2 separate regions of the Sus scrofa genome follow, and region 1 is linked to region 2. Evidence: chromatin contacts called from public promoter capture Hi-C data. All regions are on one chromosome and are shown on one strand. The core of a region is the stretch at or near the end of the contact, and the rest is flanking DNA. Distances in the headings are between cores, read along the strand shown. Region 1 holds the start of ZDHHC5 (palmitoyltransferase ZDHHC5). Region 2 holds the start of OSBP (oxysterol-binding protein 1).

Region 1 (2,934 bases), core at 276-2,775, 1.4 Mb after region 2:
GGTCAACCTAGACAAGATGGCATTAACCAGGAAGTGAAAAATCCAAGGCAGAAAAATGATCTAGAGTATAACATGTATCTAATCCTACACCTCCTTTCGTAACTTTAAGTCTCTTACTTCTCATTTCAATGTTTTCATTCGGCCAAGTGGGTAAAACGCTTTCTACCTCCCTATCTCACAAGAGATTCCTATAGGTAAAATAATGTCAAACACATTCGAGTTCCACTTGTAAAAAGTACAGAGTACTAAAAGCATGGAGCTCCCGCTGGTGGGGGTAGGGGAGGAAGCGGACGGATGCAAGAGAACAGGTAACAGGATGAGGCTTGAGCCAAAATAAGTATCAGCAGAGTGGGGTGAAGGACCTAAAAAGCAGGGAGGGAATGGCACCCAATCCCTACCCCGGAGCGGGGGTATCGAGAATCACGGTAAGGGGCAGGGATGGCCGAGACAGGGAAGACCGCATCCGCGGCGGCAGGGCCCATTGGAGCCGCGGGAGACTACAGAGCCCCGGGTCGCAGAGCCGGGGGCGGGAGGGGCGGCGGCTGGGCGCCAGGCGCGTAGGGACCGGGGTCCCCAGCTGGGACCCGGCGACCCGGCACTAACCGGTTCTGAGCCCCGGCAGCCGTGGATCCCCGGCCTCTACTCGTCGTCCGTTTCCGGGGCCCACGGGTCCCGCCGCAGTTGGATGACCCGGCCCGGAGGAGGAATGGGGCCTCAAACCACCTCCCCCTCTTGGGTCCCCCTTCCCTAGAGGTCACTCTCCCCTCCCACCTTCCTGGCCCGACACTTCCGGTTCCGTAGGGGCCGGTGTCCCCGGTACTCACCCCCGGCGCTGTTCCCGTCACCGCTACCGTCGTAGTCGCCGCCGCCTCCCGGTAGTGCCGTCCGGCCTCTGAGAGGCAGCGCGCGGCCGCCGCACGCTCCACGCCCGCCCTGCTCAGCGCGCCCCCGCTCAGCGACGCTCGCCTTCGAGTCAGCGCGCGGCCGTTGCCCTCAGAGCCGGGTCTCGAGCCCTCCCAGCGTTCCCATTGGCTCCCTGTCCCGGGCGCGCGCGACGTCTCGCGCAGGGCACGTTCCTCTCATTCATGCGGCTCGCGCCGCCGCGCCCGCCCCCGCTCACTCTCCCATTCACCCATAGCCCCCACCCCGACGCAGCTCTAGGGCGTGCGCGCGCACGCCGGCGACCGCGGCGACCTCGCGGTCTGATTGGCTGCAAGAGCACAGCGCCGTACCACGCGAGAAAACGAGAACGCGCGCGCAAGGGCCTTCGACCAGCAGAGATGGGTGGGCGTACTGCGCAGTAGTCGGAAAAGGGGAAATGGCGGGGCCACTCTTCCCTTTTTCTGCTTCCTGCTTTGTGCCCCTCCCGTATCGAAGCAGGAAAACTCAGACGTGAAAAATAATTAAATGTGCGTACCGAGAGTACTCAAAAGCAAGTAGTTACCCTTCCAAATTCGCCAAACCCCCTCCAGTAAGTGTGGTACGCTCCAGACAGGCTTCTGGAGTAACCAATCACCCACAGGCCCCGGCGTCTTCCGGCTTCAGCTTCTTCAGTCATTGGCCAACAGTTTGCCCACTAATTGGCCCTCTCCCTTTTTTCTTTTTTCTCTTTCTTTTTTTTTTTTTGATGGCGAAAACTTTATTTAAAACAATTTTGATGGAGCATTCATTAGACCGGCGAGTTCCCTAGTACCAGCAGAATCTCAGGATAATGGAAAGGTCTGGCTTATGGCTTCCGCACGGAGGGGCCTCCCGGAGTGAAGAGTCTGTGGGGAGCGAAGCTCCTGCCGAAGGCCTAGGAGGAAGAGGAAGGAGAGCGAGCGCGAGCTTTGGAACCATAGTGCCAACCGTGGAAGAGGAACACAGGACGCGCGCTGAGGCAGTCGCAACCCCCCGGAGTGGGAGCTGACTCTTGGCTTCGCCTGATTCCCTTAGCGTTTCACTGCAGCCCCTGAGCTGGGTGCCGACATGTAACCTCGCCCAATCCGGGAAATACAGGCAGGAAGGAAAAGATTCTCTAGAAGCTCCTGTCTCTGGAGCTGCTGGCCAACGCTACATAGATCACAGCGCCACATCTTGTCCTAATTAGCCCTACAACGTTGTGAACCCAAGAGCAAGGCCTGGTGTTCTCATTTAGCTCAAGGCCATTTCTTTTTTGAAAGCTGCCCTGGCTATTACGTAATAGTCTTTCAAAAGTGTTCCACCAGCCACTTCACTGAAGCCAAGATTCCTCACCTGTAAAGTGTGATTCTAAATCCTGCGGTCTGTCCTGGTCTTTGGTGTCAAATGTTGCTAGTTTAAAATATGCTCTGAGCACTAGGCGGCATGGGAAAGATCTGCCTTCTTTTCTGAGGTCTAATCTAGTTCTTTCTCTGACATGGCTTATGTAACAGGTTCTATTACATGCTTGCTAAGTGCCTCAATCTACCATTTGTTGCTGCATGCTTCAGAGTTTTGTTTTGTTGTTGTTTGTTTGTTTTAATGGCGGCACCCGCAGCATATGGTAGTTCCGGGGCCAGGGATGGAATAGGAGCCGCAGCTGCGACCTTCTCTACATATCCATAACCCACTGCACCAGGCTGGGGATGAAACTTGCTCTGCCACAGAGACAAGTCGAGTCCTTGGTGGGAACTCCTGCATAGCTCTTTTAATGACAGTGTGTATTTAAAAAATGAAATCTTGGAGTTCCTGTCATGGCTAAGTAGTTAACGAATCTGACTAGTATCCATGAGGTTGCAGGTTGGATCCCTGGCCTCGCTCAGTGGGTGGGGTATCCGGCATTGCTGTGAGCTGTGGTGTAGGTTGCAGGCTCCACTGGAATTCTGCGTGGGCTGTGGCTGTGGGGCAGGCCGGCAGGCAGCTACAGCTCCGATTTGGCCCCTAGCCTGTGAACCTCCATATGCTGCAGGTGGAGCCTTAAAAAGCAAAAAATAT
Region 2 (3,379 bases), core at 4-2,503:
CGTGAAGCACACTGCAGGGAAAAAAGCAATTTTACAATGTCTAACAGCTATTTCTGTTGCCCAGTGAAATCAGAAAAATGTAGCAAGTTCCAGGTTCCCCAGAGCTCCTTTTGCAACAATAGTTCACAACATCTAAATGCTAAATGAGATACTAAATTTGTGACGTTCACAAATGTGTGAACAATTTATCTGAAATAACTACTTTCCGTGCAAGGTTAAGTATACACACGTGAGCATATGATGCTACAGCCAAGGGCCCTTTGGACTGGAAGACATGGGTCGCAAGTAGATATAAAGTCAGGTCCTCGCGAGTCTATTTTCTCCTCACAGCTGGGTCAGCAACTCGTGGGACAGAATTAGGAGTCTAGAAGCAAGAGATAAGAGGTGTGGTGGACGATGAGCAAACCAGGGAACATTATTAGAATGGTGGATTCAGGAGGAAAGTGGGAAGCTATCTCTGGGCTCCCCATTAATTCTGGTCTCCAGCTGGGAGCCAGCTGCTAGAAGGCGGCCCTGGAAAGGAGAGACTCGGGCAGGGGCTGTCTACTAAGAATCACTCCTCCTAACAAGAAACAATAGAAATCTTAACTCAGAAAGAGGGATTCCTACGCTGCGCATACAGCAAAAATATGCTTTCGGGACGCTGACCCGCTTCTGCCTCTTAGAAAGTTCACCAAAGGTGGAAGCAGAAGGGCTCGCCCGGCAAGTGCTTCTCCCAGATTTTATTGGCTGCCCTGGCCTGCCCTCGCTCAGTCCGTCTCTTTCATTGGTCATCATTGCCAAGCTCCTGGTTCACAGACAACCTCCGGAACCAATCATCTCCAATCACTGCCCCGTCCCTCCCCCAACATGTGAGGGACATTCATTCTAACCAGTAAGAAATTAAAGTGAGGCTGTGATGGCTAGACTCCTCCTCCTTCTCCTCAACTCGTTCGGTAAATGGTAGAAAAGGTTGAGCAGCTGATACCAACCACCAATCCGTAAGGGCGGAAGAGAGACAAGGAGAAGGGTGCTGGGAGGGGGTGACGTGGCGGTGACGGGGGCATAAACTAAAATGAGTGGCAGAAGTTCTAGCCAATCGACAATCAAACTGGCTGGGCAGTCTGCATACTTGAGGCCTCCCGGAGCGCTGGAGACTTCGGGAAAGCACCAATGAAATGTACAGAAATCTGATTGGCCTTCACTTGCACCAATCAATGGCGTGCTTGGCGGAAGCGTCCCACCCTCAGTTTTCACTGGGCGGTGTGTAATGACAGGCCCAAGAGAAATGCCAATGTCCTAGGGGTCTTCCGCAAGTGACACTCGGCGGCACCAATCGACTTTTTCCTTCCCGGCGGCCGAGCCCTCCTCCCCGCGGCCGGCCTGGCGGGGCGGGGACGGTGCGCGGCGGCGGCTGATGCGCTAGCCGTGTGGGGCCCTCCGGGCGGCGACGGCGGCTCTCGTAGGCGGTTCCGGTCCTGTATCTCAGGGCGGCGGCGGCTCATGGCGGCGACGGAACTGAGAGGAGTGATGGGCCCGGGCCCGACAGCCATGGCGGCTCCGGGCGGCGGCGGCGCCGGTCCCCCCATGGTGGGAGGAGGCGGCGCGGGCGGCCGCGGAGACTCGGGGCCAGGCTCCGCGGCCGCGCCGAGCACGGTGGCCGCGGTGTCGGCGGGCGGCCCGGGTCCCGGGGCCGGGGGAGTGGCGGCAGCGGGCCCGGCTCCTGCGCCGCCGGCGGGGGGCTCGGGCGGCTCGGGCGCTGGGGGATCAGGCTCGGCTCGCGAGGGCTGGCTCTTCAAATGGACCAATTATATCAAAGGCTACCAGCGGCGGTGGTTCGTGCTGAGCAACGGGCTCCTGAGCTACTACAGGTAACTGCTTCCGGGGCGCCGTCTCCCATCGCAGCCCACAGTCCCCGCGCCGTCACCCTCTCCAGCCCGCGCAGCAGCCAAGGTCGCCCCAGGCCCCTTTTCGTCACCTGCGTGCATTGACAGCCCCTGACACAAGTCCACCCTCACGAAAATGAACGCCCCAGGACTTGCCCCTCCACCTGGGTGACCCACCCTTAGTGCTAGACCTTCCGCTCGGTGCCTGGCCCTTTGAGTTGTTCCGAGAGCCTCTTCTCTTCCATTGTGTTTCCAGCAGCACATCGGTGCAATGATTAATTCTGCAAGGAAGGCGCCGATGTAGGTGCTAAAGGGCACATATATGAGGGCTGATCGCAGGCACCACTCCCAAAGAACTTAAGTGCGAAAGTCTCAAGGCTTAGCTATCTGGGCCCAGTCTCCAAAATTCAAGGTTATTAGCAGCCCTTGATCTACCCGCCTTTTGGTCTCTCCACATTCAGGCTGAAGGACACCACACACAGGGTGGCCTCGGTAGCTGTCCCCTGTCTTTATCTCTTCCAAGATTTGCCTATGCTTTTGCCTTCTAGACAGCCCAGAATGGAGAAGTGCACTCCAGCCTTTCTCATTTTTGCCTGCCCCACCTCCTCCCATGGGAATGATTAAGTGTTCCATCCAGTATTTCTGGGCTCTCTCTGGTTAATCAGGTTTTTTCATTAAAAGAAGAACCCATGTCTTTGGAATGACCCTTCTGTTCAGCAATGCTTGTTTTGGATTATTTAATACATATTTATGGTAACTCACAGTCTTGCCATAACATAACATGCTTTTGGCCACTCATGTTACTATAGAAAGGTTAAGATGCTGGATTTGGAGACAGGACATTAACATTTCCTGAATGCTGGACAGTTTGGATAGGTCTTTTACATATGGTATCCTTTGACTCCCCACAACAATGCGGAAGTTAGGAGATGTTTCCGTCTTACCAGTGAGGAAACTGAGGCTTGACTTGGGCAACTTTCCCAAGTTCTTGAGTCAGGATTTGAAACGAGTTATTTTCACACTGACACAGCCTAACACCCAGGTTAGTGTTACATGAATCAGATACAGAGATAACTACTTACCTTTAGCAAGTTAAGTTTACAGATCATGGTACTATGTGTATTTTATATACAATGTATGGAAGTCTCCCTTAAGAGAGATTTTGCTTTATCGAATAGCATTTCTAAGTGAAATCTTAGCCCATTCTACTTGGGATCCAAAACATTCTTGCTAAGAACTGTTCATTCTGTATTGCTTTTCCTCTGCCAGTGGTCACTTTGTTAACTCATTGAGAGAGTTTGGATGAACAAATCTCTTTTCCGTCAACTCCGTTGTATTGGCTCTTAAAGAATTTTGAGAGGACATTGAAGATGGGAGTTGGAGGTTGTTGAAGTAGAAACACATTCTTCTTATCTCGTCTTTAACACAGCGGAAAAATACCTTACCGCGCCCTCACTGCTTAAGCAGCATTAATTGGGAACATTTAAGTATATCATTTGCATTATTATATTCAG

What was found. Promoter capture Hi-C pulls out the DNA fragments that hold promoters and counts their contacts.
Region 1: a promoter capture Hi-C map of liver shows a contact between it and region 2, with 5 times the contacts expected there. The contact joins the promoter of ZDHHC5 here to the promoter of OSBP in region 2. A contact is called at or near these places in 2 of 5 promoter capture datasets (fetal liver and liver) and 1 of 2 datasets of contacts at active chromatin or transcription factors (skeletal muscle).

The regions. Positions count from the first base shown.
Region 1 is chr2:13,274,992-13,277,925 of Sscrofa11.1, forward strand. ZDHHC5 (palmitoyltransferase ZDHHC5) reads right to left here and starts at 1,526. Exons shown (of 12, transcript XM_021083028.1): 1 at 1,418-1,526.
Region 2 is chr2:11,875,041-11,878,419 of Sscrofa11.1, forward strand. It overlaps OSBP (oxysterol-binding protein 1), which reads left to right and starts at 1,254. Exons shown (of 14, transcript XM_021082995.1): 1 at 1,254-1,850. The coding sequence starts at 1,483.